Regions from separate parts of the Mus musculus genome. Here region 1 is linked to region 2. The links are chromatin contacts, called in public promoter capture Hi-C maps. All regions are on one chromosome and are shown on one strand. The core of a region is the stretch at or near the end of the contact, and the rest is flanking DNA. Distances in the headings are between cores, read along the strand shown. Region 1 holds the start of Zfp811 (zinc finger protein 811). Region 2 has its middle 34 kb from the start of Zfp871.

Region 1 (4,540 bases), core at 532-3,031, 56 kb after region 2:
GTATATATGGCTCTCCCTTTCTATGAGTCGGACAATGTTAGGAGGACTTGGAAAGTCAGGGATTCAATGCCAGTCCTAAGAATCCTTAGTCTAAGAGTACAGGTCAGGGAATTTGGAGGAAGAGTCCCTTGAATCTGCATCCTGGTTAGCTTCAACTGTCAACATGGCACAGTCTATAGTTATCTGAGAAGAGCATCTCAATTGAGAAATTGTCTGGATCAGATTAGCATGTGGATAGTTAATTGATGTGGGAAGGCCCAGTCTATGATGAAAAGAACCTTCCCTAGGCAGGGGGTCCTGGGCTGTATAAGAAAGCTATTTTAGCATGAGTTTATAAGCCAGCCAGCATTCCTCCATGGTGTCTGCTTCAAGTGCTTGCCTGAGCTTTCCCTCTGAATTCCTTCAATGATGAACTGTGACCTGAAAATAATAAGCCAAAAGAACCCTTTCCTCACGAGCCATGCTGCCTTCAGTCAGTATGTTACTGCAGCGACAGGATGAGACTAGAGCAACCTGCAAGGCTCATTGGAAAAGCAGGTGCCACTGAAATGAGACAAGGAAAAGACGGCGGGGGGTGGGGGGGGGTGGGGGGGGTGGGGGGGGGTGGAGGGGGGCGTGGGGGCGGGCTGCTTGTAGTTAGTTCATGTTGCAGGTTATGCCAAACCTAGAATGGCTCCATTGTGTTCAGCAACAACGTTAATCTGATTTGCTCGAGTTTTAAGCATAAGATCTCATAGAGGAAAAAGAGCTACTATTTGCCAGCACTCCAGAAGGCACAAAGTGACATCAGTAAACAACTCCTGAAAATGTACCAAATTTTATCAAAAACACTAGACGCATGAGCTTATCAACCACAATATATGCAACCCCTCACCTGAATTTCTACAAGGAGCACCCCAAAACCAGAGTGTGGCACACAGGCAGTGATCACAGGGTCAGCTGTCAAGAGAAGGGGAATAACCGTGGGCAAGGACTCCCTCCCGCCTTTGTCCTCGCAGTTTCTCCGGCTTAGTTGATCGATGAGAATTATTCGATCCTCAACAGCCCTCTTTGTCCCCGTATTAGCTCCAATGCCTGGACTCCAGTAAAGCTTTGTGTGCTTTCAAGCCTTTCTAACACTTTCTTAACCATTCTGCAACCTGTGTTTTGGTTCATTATTGTGTGAAATGTTAATATGTGGTTTAATGTTAGTGATTAAGATTGGAATAAAAGAGCAGTGGCTGCCCACGGCCAGAAAGAAGGCAAAATCGGGCTTACTTGGAAAACTGTAGTCAAGGAAAAAGAATTTATTGGCTATTTAATAAATCGTGACAGTGTAAAAAAGATCCATGTCTCTGTATGTTTCAGAATAACATGCACAAGATCCGGGGGTCAACACACCTCTTACCTCCTCTGGTGCAGAACCCCCAACCCGAGTACCTAGTCTCCACCACCCTCTGCCACCACCACCCACTCTGCCTAGACCTGGCACTGCGAGAGACCAGATGTGTCTGCTTCAGTGAGCGCTCAGCAAGAGACAGGGCAGCCTGGACCAGCTCCACCCGGAGGATCCCGCTCTGAGGCTCATCAGAGTCAGAGAGACCCCTCTGCAGACGAGAGCTGTACCCCACTGCCACAATCGCCCGCACGAACCATTTCCAGAGACATGATGTCCTAGTGTCCTCTTGTAGTTCCTGCAGTCAGTGGAGGTGAGGCAGAAATGGAGTAGAGAGAGAGAGAGACCTGGAGATTCCCTGTACAGATGCTAACAATCCAGATCCCCAAATAAGGCGGGGACCAAAAGGGGATGTCTCAGTGATACGTAGCGGCCATCTTCCTAATGCCTGGATATTTCATTGGATATGCATCCCAAAACAACTTGCCTGGTTGGCCATCAATCCACAGACCCGCCTCCTAAAGCTTTAGCGACTGGAGGAGCACACTCACCTACCACATTGAGATTCAAATTAGAAATTTTAGGTTCAAGCCTACCCAGACTGCATAGAGTACTTTCCTAGATCCTCACTGGCCCCACAGTGGGAAAGGGCAGAAGCAGAGCCCTGTCCCAGCTTTCCTGACCCAACACTTGCTCAGCGGGCAATTCTTGCTTCCTCCCCTTTCTGATGGGGTTACAGAAGCACAGAGGGATTCCAGACTCGGTGTCTATGGAAACAGCCCCATCGCACCATAGAAGACAAAAGGCATACCAGGTCTGGAATAGGAGAGAGAGGGGAGAGGGGAGAGGGGAGAGGGGAGAGGGGAGAGGGGAGAGGGGAGAGGGGAGAGGGGAGAGGGGAGAGGGAGAGAGGGAGTAAGGGAGGGAGGGAGACAGACACAGAGAGAGTGTGTGTGAGGGAGGGATGGAGGCTACCTATATTCAGTCAATAGCATAGAAAACATATGAAGGAATGAAATTATTGAAGGCATACAGAAAGTGGAATTTATAGAAAGAGGTCAAACATACCAGCAAAGTCCTCACGCTTTAACAAGGATCCAGTGTTTAATTTGACCCAGTGACTTCTGGTGTGTTCCACAAGCACACTATTATCTGACTCCAAATAGTCAATGTTTGGACAGGAGGTGCTGTACAGTTCAGCTTGTCCATGCAGATATATACAAGGGTCAAATGCAAGAGAGACACTGAGTCAGATTGTTCCTGATGGCTGTTACTAAACTTGAGGTCACAGTCTATAAGAAGCCAGGTTCAGCCACCCAACCTCGTGAAGACAAACATGCAAATTAGTAGGGAAAACCAGAAAAGAAGAAATTTATGCAATGTGGCTATGTTGGGAAGAGGAACAAAAAGACCCAGTGATTCCCCACTAGTCTATCTTGGGGTTACTAAAGTGAGACTGAAGTTTAAGTTAAAGCCCAGGGCATACTAAGCAGTCCAGGATGAGGGGTGATGCCACCCATTACTGGACTGTCACCATCTCTGTGAGGTTGTTCATCCCTTTCCTGGAGGAGATGAGCATCAGCTCTGGCCCAGGGTTTTCTTCTCCCAATACCAGATTCCCAGAGAAATCTCAATTTCTTGGAATTCACTGTTTCAATATTGTTAAAGCTAAAGGCTCTTTTAAGAAAACATTCATTTCTGTCAGGTTAATGTCAAATACAACAGTGGGGCCTAAAAGGGAAGGAAATAAAGAGACTACTCAGAAAGGGCAGCGGTATCCATTTTAAGGCTTTGGAGGAAGAGGTGATCCTGCACTTGGAGGAAGAAGTCTTTTAACGTGTGACTTGGAGGGAAGAAAGATGGCTGCCGCAAACCCATTATACAAGATATGCCATTCGAAGTCCTTAGTGGTCTAGGATCTGGTTGCACAGGGATCCTGATAATTTCTTTTGTGGAAGTATTGGGTTTCAGCTAGGAGTTAATCAGCCTACATTTCCCTGCAGTATTTCAGGCACCCTACTGAGATGTCTGTGACTTTCCAACAGGTTCTCTGGAAAGAAGAGCCTAGAGACAAGGTAACTCTCCCCCATCTTGGGTAGCTTATTTCTCAGAGCTGATTCTGAGACACCTCATGTTGTAGGAAGGTTAGGGTTAGGTTAGGGCTTGTAATCAAACTCCCTAAATGTGCTGTTTAGAGAATGACAGGCCAAGAAACTTAGAGAGAGACCTAGGAAATTTAGACCACATCACAGTCTCCCTGGCACTAAATCTTGTGGTCTCAAGGAGCAATCTGCTTCAGTGTCCTCTTTCCTATCAGCATATTATAGTGAGAATTACAGAATCTCACTAGGCTGCTTGTCAATTTCCTAGTTCTCACTTAAGTAAGGAGCCTACTCAACTCCTTTGAGTGAGAATCATAGCTGGGTGCTTGTCAAACAAGCCTCACTAGCATGGAGAATTACAGCACCAACTTTGAGGTTAGAGAGAGGTGACTGCAGACAGGTGTGTCCTCAGAGAAATCTAGACAGATCTAGACTAACTTTCCACTCAATTGCTACGAGAGACTTCTACCCCTTTCAGCAATGTGCCAAGGCAAAAAAAAAAAAAAAAAAAATACAATGCTTACTTCAAAAGGGATAAGACATAATTTATTCTGGAGGCAAATGAGTGACCATGGCCTGGAAATAGACTCACATTACACCAGTAGTATGTTCCAATGTGGTAACGATGTTATGATGTTTTATAGAAACAAAGCTAAGAAAGTCAAAAGGCTTGAAATATATTGGTGGAAACATCGGGTAGGTAGATTACAGAAAATGGGGACGTCTAGGAGTACCTGACCACATGCTTAGCCATTTGGTTGGTGGAAGCTAGTAGCGTGCTAAATTAATATACTTGAAAAGACTTTACCTGATAATCACAAGGATATTAGGCCAGACACAGAAGCAGGCAAAAAAAAAAAAAAAAAAAAAAAAAAAAAAAAAAAAAGGCTAATAAGAGAGCTAAAGATAGCCCAAGACAAATTATAATTAAGCTTTGAACCTACAACATTCCATCTCTCCAGCCACTGAAGCTGTAATTACTTTTACAGAACATTTAATGTTCAGTGTGGCTTCTTCTTTTGAGTTGGGAAAAGAATTTTGAGGAAAGGTCTCACTATATAGG
Region 2 (4,654 bases), core at 567-3,066:
GGGGCCAAATAGGAACCTCTGGAGACATTATGGTGACACCTGCTTTCTAAGTTTTCTTTTAAATTTTAATATAGAATTGTTTTGTGCCCTTTAAAAATTAATTTTTCTTTTTTAAAAAAATATTTATTTATTTATTTATTTATTTAATGTATATATGAGTACATTGCCACTGTCTTCAAACACACCAAAAGAGGGCAATAATAGATGGTTGTGAGCCACTATGTGGTTGCTGGAAATTGAACTTTAGAAGAACAGCCAGTGCTCTTAACCAGTGAGCCATCTCTCCAGCCCAAAATAATCTTTTCTTAATAATGACAGGAGAGAGAGAGAGAGAGAGGGAGAGGGAGAGGGAGAGGGAGAGAGAGAGAGAGAGAGAGAGAGAGAGAGAGAGAGGGAAAACACCTCGGTTTCTCCCATAACATAGCGCTAGGGAGTTTTGTGGACCTAACACTTGACCTTTCCTTTACTGCAACACACAGTCATGGCCTACCTCTTTTTGTATTTTAATGATTTTGTATTTTAATGCAATATCTAAATCCAGGCATTGCAGCCCACTTGGTGAAGCTGAGGCAGGCAGAGTTCCAGGACCACCAGAACTACATCCTCTGTCTTTTAAATAGAAGTAAAACATCTAAAAACAGCCCAAGAGCAACAGCAATGATGACGAAGATCAACACGAGTCCCCCCCCCCCCCCCCCCGCGCATGTCCATTTACTATTAGTTTAGCAATGCTGGAAATTCAGGTAATTGTTGCTAGTCCTACGAATCACTGTGGTAAGGGCACAGGGACAGTGTTTCGAAAGCTTCTCTTCGGACTGTGAGGCTCATAGCAGGTGAGGAAGACAGGACGACTGCTCTGAGTTACTCTGCGCTGGAGGAAGTATCAGCTTGGTTGTGCCCAGCTGAGAATTAACAGCTCCTTTGATTAAGCAACACTCTTAAACTGCTTTACTTCATTTTAGAACATGTGCCAAGAAAGATAAACCTTGTATCTTGCTTACACAAATGAGCATCCACCCTCTGGCAGTACACGGGGAGATATAAACTCAACAACTACTTATAGCAACAAATAATATCCGAAAATAAATAAGGTCATATCAGAAATTCCAGCCAGGCGAGCTTATCAACCACATGAGGTGCAATCCTTTGCCTGTGTCTATAAGGCCCAAAGTGTGGCAGGCACACTGAGTGATCTCTGGTTAAAAGCACAGAAACTTACCACAGGGAAGGACTCTTCAGTCCTGCCCGGGACACTCAGTGCCCTTCAAACTCACAGCCTAGTCTCACATACATTTGCCACCTCTGCACCTGCCCTGGTAAGACCTGCCACCACCACCCCTACTTTTCCTTGCTCCAGTTTCAGCTGTCTGCCTCAGACTTCATGCCTCTTACCAGTTAGTCATTTAACCGTTTCTTAGCCATTCTGTGACCAGCATGGTTGCATATAATTAATTGTGTGAGACATTAATATGCAATTTGTCAGTAAATATAAGTGATCAGATAGACTGTTACAAAATCATCTTTGATTACCATCTGCTGGCTTGCAAACAAAATCTGGCCACAAAACAGCCATACTGAGAACTTACTCATCATTCCATCTACCAGTCTTACATAAAACGTTCACGACCCCGGATCACTAAATTTCCTGTGCATGAACTCCCAACCCGAGTGTGAATCTCCTCACCACCCTCCACCACCACCGCCCAGATAGCAGAGACATGGGCTGATGAATGTCCACAGAGCCTGACGCACTAAGCTCTGCAAGGGCAGAACAGCGCGACCCAGCGGGGGGCCAAACTACTGCTTCCAGGGGAAGTTACTCCTCCACTGCTCCCTTGGTTGCAGCAGCCTCCCCCTCACACTTAGGACTCCCAGCAGTAGCCACTATTTTCAGCCGCCAGGTGTCCTAGTCCTCCTCTGACTCCAGCAGCCGGTGGACGTAACCCAGACACAGCGGGGCAAAACCTGGAATCTTTCTTCCAGACCCAGGCATTTAATACGACAAATACAGAACGTGGCATCTCAGTGTTTTGCAGTGACTATCTCCTAAGGCCCAAATTTCTAGTTGGACAGTTTATACAGTGCGAAACAACCACACATACACCCCATCCACCGCCCCTCCATAGTGCAGCAACTCACCCGTGGAGGATACCCATCCCCAAACTGGCAGGGCCGAGACCAGATTACAGATTCTGTGCACAAAGTTCTCAGTCAGCCAAAAGGAAAAGCATTCGTTCACTCACAAAACCTGTCCTGACTTCCCAGCAGCAATTGCTTCCTGCTTATTAAAATAATAGGGCCACAGTGAAGAGGGTGCGGCATAGTCTCTATTTTTTTTTTCTGATCAAGGCTCAATGTTTAATTGTAGGGTCTGAATTTAAAGGGGGAAATCCCATCCCTGACTATGCCAGGATCTCGTCAGGAAGACAGGCTCAGCTGTTCAGCAGACAGTGGCTTCTTGCAGGAAGCTGCAGATGTGGCAGGACAATAGACAACAGGTCAAAAGACTCCTCCCTAGGTGGGCTAGCCGACTGTGGCAAACAAGGTCTGACTTAGCCCACAAGACTGGGTGAAGGGTATACTTCCTTGCTTCAGTATCTAGAAATTTCTAAGTGGCCATGCTTCACAAATGTAGTTTTTGCTCCAGACTGCAAGTCCATGTTTGCCAATGATACGTTCTCTGAGTGTGCAGAAGTTCTCACGTTCATGCAGAACACTCGCCACTGTCCCGTGCAGACCCTTAGCTTGAAAATGGTGTGAAAGGAAGGATGATGGATCGATAAGCCTCTTCCCCATCCTCCTGGTCCAGGAACCCTTCCTTTGGAAGATGTAACAGGAATAAATATCTACTCCTTCCTTATATAGCAAGGAGGAAAGCAAAAATTAAAACTAAAAATCAAAATCCTTTCTATTCTCATCTGTGTCTCTGGGATAGGGAAGGATTGGACAGTAGCGGCCCAGGATGCACGATTAACGTCTGTCCTGTATAAAACATGGCCTGCTCTCATAGGTTTGCTTTTATTGGACTCACTTCTTAGACTTTCCTAACTCTTACTTGTTGAATGTTTAGATTCCATATGAGAAAACCACACTACTCTTGTCTTTCTTTTTTTTTAATTTTTTATTACGTATTTTCCTCAATTACATTTCCAATGCTAGCCCAAAAGTCCCCCATGCCCCCCCCCACTCCCCTACCCACCCATTCCCACTTTTTGGCCCTGGCATTCCCCTATACTGGGGCATATAAAGTTTGCGTGTCCAATGGGCCTCTCTTTCCAGTGATGGCCGACTAGGCCATCTTTTGATACATATGCAGCTAGAGTCAAGAGCTCCGGGGTACTGGTTAGTTCATAATGTTGTTCCACCTATAGGGTTGCAGATCCCTTTAGCTCCTTGGGTTCTTTCTCTAGCTCCTCCATTGGGGGCCCTGTGATCCATCCAATAGCTGACTGTGATCATCCACTTATGTGTTTGCTAGACCCTGGCCTAGTCTCACAAGAGACAGCTATATCAGGGTCCTTTCAGCAAATGCTTGCTAGTGTATGTAATGGTGTCATCGTTTGGAAGCTAATTATGGGATGGATCCCTGGATATGGCAGTCTCTAGATGGTCCATCCTTTTGTCTCAGCTCCAAACTTTGTCTCTGTAACTCCTTCCATGGGTGATTGTTTCCAATTCTAAGAAGGGGCAAAGTGTCCACACTTCGGTCTTCGTTCTTCTTCAGTTTCATGTGTTTTGCAAATTGTATCTTATATCTTGGGTATACTAAGTTTCTGGGCTAATATCCACTTATCAGTGAGTACATATCATTTGAGTTCTTTTGTGATTGTGTTACCTCACTCAGGATGATGCTCTCCAGGTCCAACCATTTGTCTAGGAATTTCATAAATTCATTCCTTTTAATAGCTGAGTACTACTCCATTGTGTAAATGTACCACATTTTTTGTATCCATTCCTCTGTTGAGGGGCATCTGGGTTCTTTCTAGCTTCTGGCTATTATAAATAAGGCTGCTATGAACATAGTGGAGCATGTGTCCTTCTTACCGGTTGGGACATCTTCTGGATATATGCCCAGGAGAGGTATTGCAGGATCCTCCGGTAGTACTATGTCCAATTTTCTGAGGAACCGCCAGACTGATTTCCAGAGTGGTTATTCTCTATTATTATAACACATTTATGTTTCATTTTGTAGGAAAGAATCTATAGCACACATGGCTAATAATTTGTTTTATGTTTTTCTCCCCTAACAAAATGCCAAACAAGAAAACAATAGTTCCTAAGACAGCCATGACAGTCAGGGCCCATGATAAGCGAATGAAAACAGAGAACAAGACAGAACATCATTATAGTCATCATCCCACTGAAGTAAGAATAAGAACTCCATGTACCAAGTAGGAGTGAAGCCAGAGAGAAGGGAAATTTTTAGAGAAACAGGAAAGGAAAGGAAAGGAAAGGAAAGGAAAGGAAAGGAAAGGAAAGGAAAGGAAAGGAAAAAAAAATCAGGAGAGGGCATCAGATCTCCTGGAACTGAAGTTACAAATGGTTGTTGTTAGATTTCTGAGGTAGCAGAAAGATACCAGAGTCAGAAAAAGACAGGATGAGATTGTGTTTATTGGTGCTCACAATGAGAGGGCAGATTCTCTTCCTCAGAAAG

What was found. Promoter capture Hi-C pulls out the DNA fragments that hold promoters and counts their contacts.
Region 1: a contact with region 2 is called in a promoter capture Hi-C map of Sertoli cells, with 2.7 times the contacts expected there. The contact joins the promoter of Zfp811 here to the enhancer-like site in region 2. A contact is called at or near these places in 2 of 39 promoter capture datasets (Sertoli cells and erythroid cells), 4 of 484 Hi-C or Micro-C datasets (CD4 T cells, erythroblasts, liver and 1 more), 2 of 115 datasets of contacts at active chromatin or transcription factors (both in embryonic stem cells) and 3 of 9 other capture datasets (adipose tissue, liver and pancreatic islet).

Annotation. Positions count from the first base shown.
Region 1 is chr17:32,808,150-32,812,689 of GRCm38.p6, forward strand. It overlaps Zfp811 (zinc finger protein 811), which reads right to left and starts at 1,782. Exons shown (of 4, transcript NM_183177.3): 1 at 1,633-1,782. The coding sequence starts at 1,635.
Region 2 is chr17:32,751,990-32,756,643 of GRCm38.p6, forward strand. No RefSeq gene overlaps it. Among named protein-coding and RNA genes, the nearest start is that of Zfp871, 34 kb to the right of the region's middle. Within about 2 kb of position 1,817, at least 25 of the 459 cell types and tissues checked have an H3K27ac peak or open chromatin away from gene starts, as enhancers often do. A contact at or near this core is called in Sertoli cells, where this site is marked.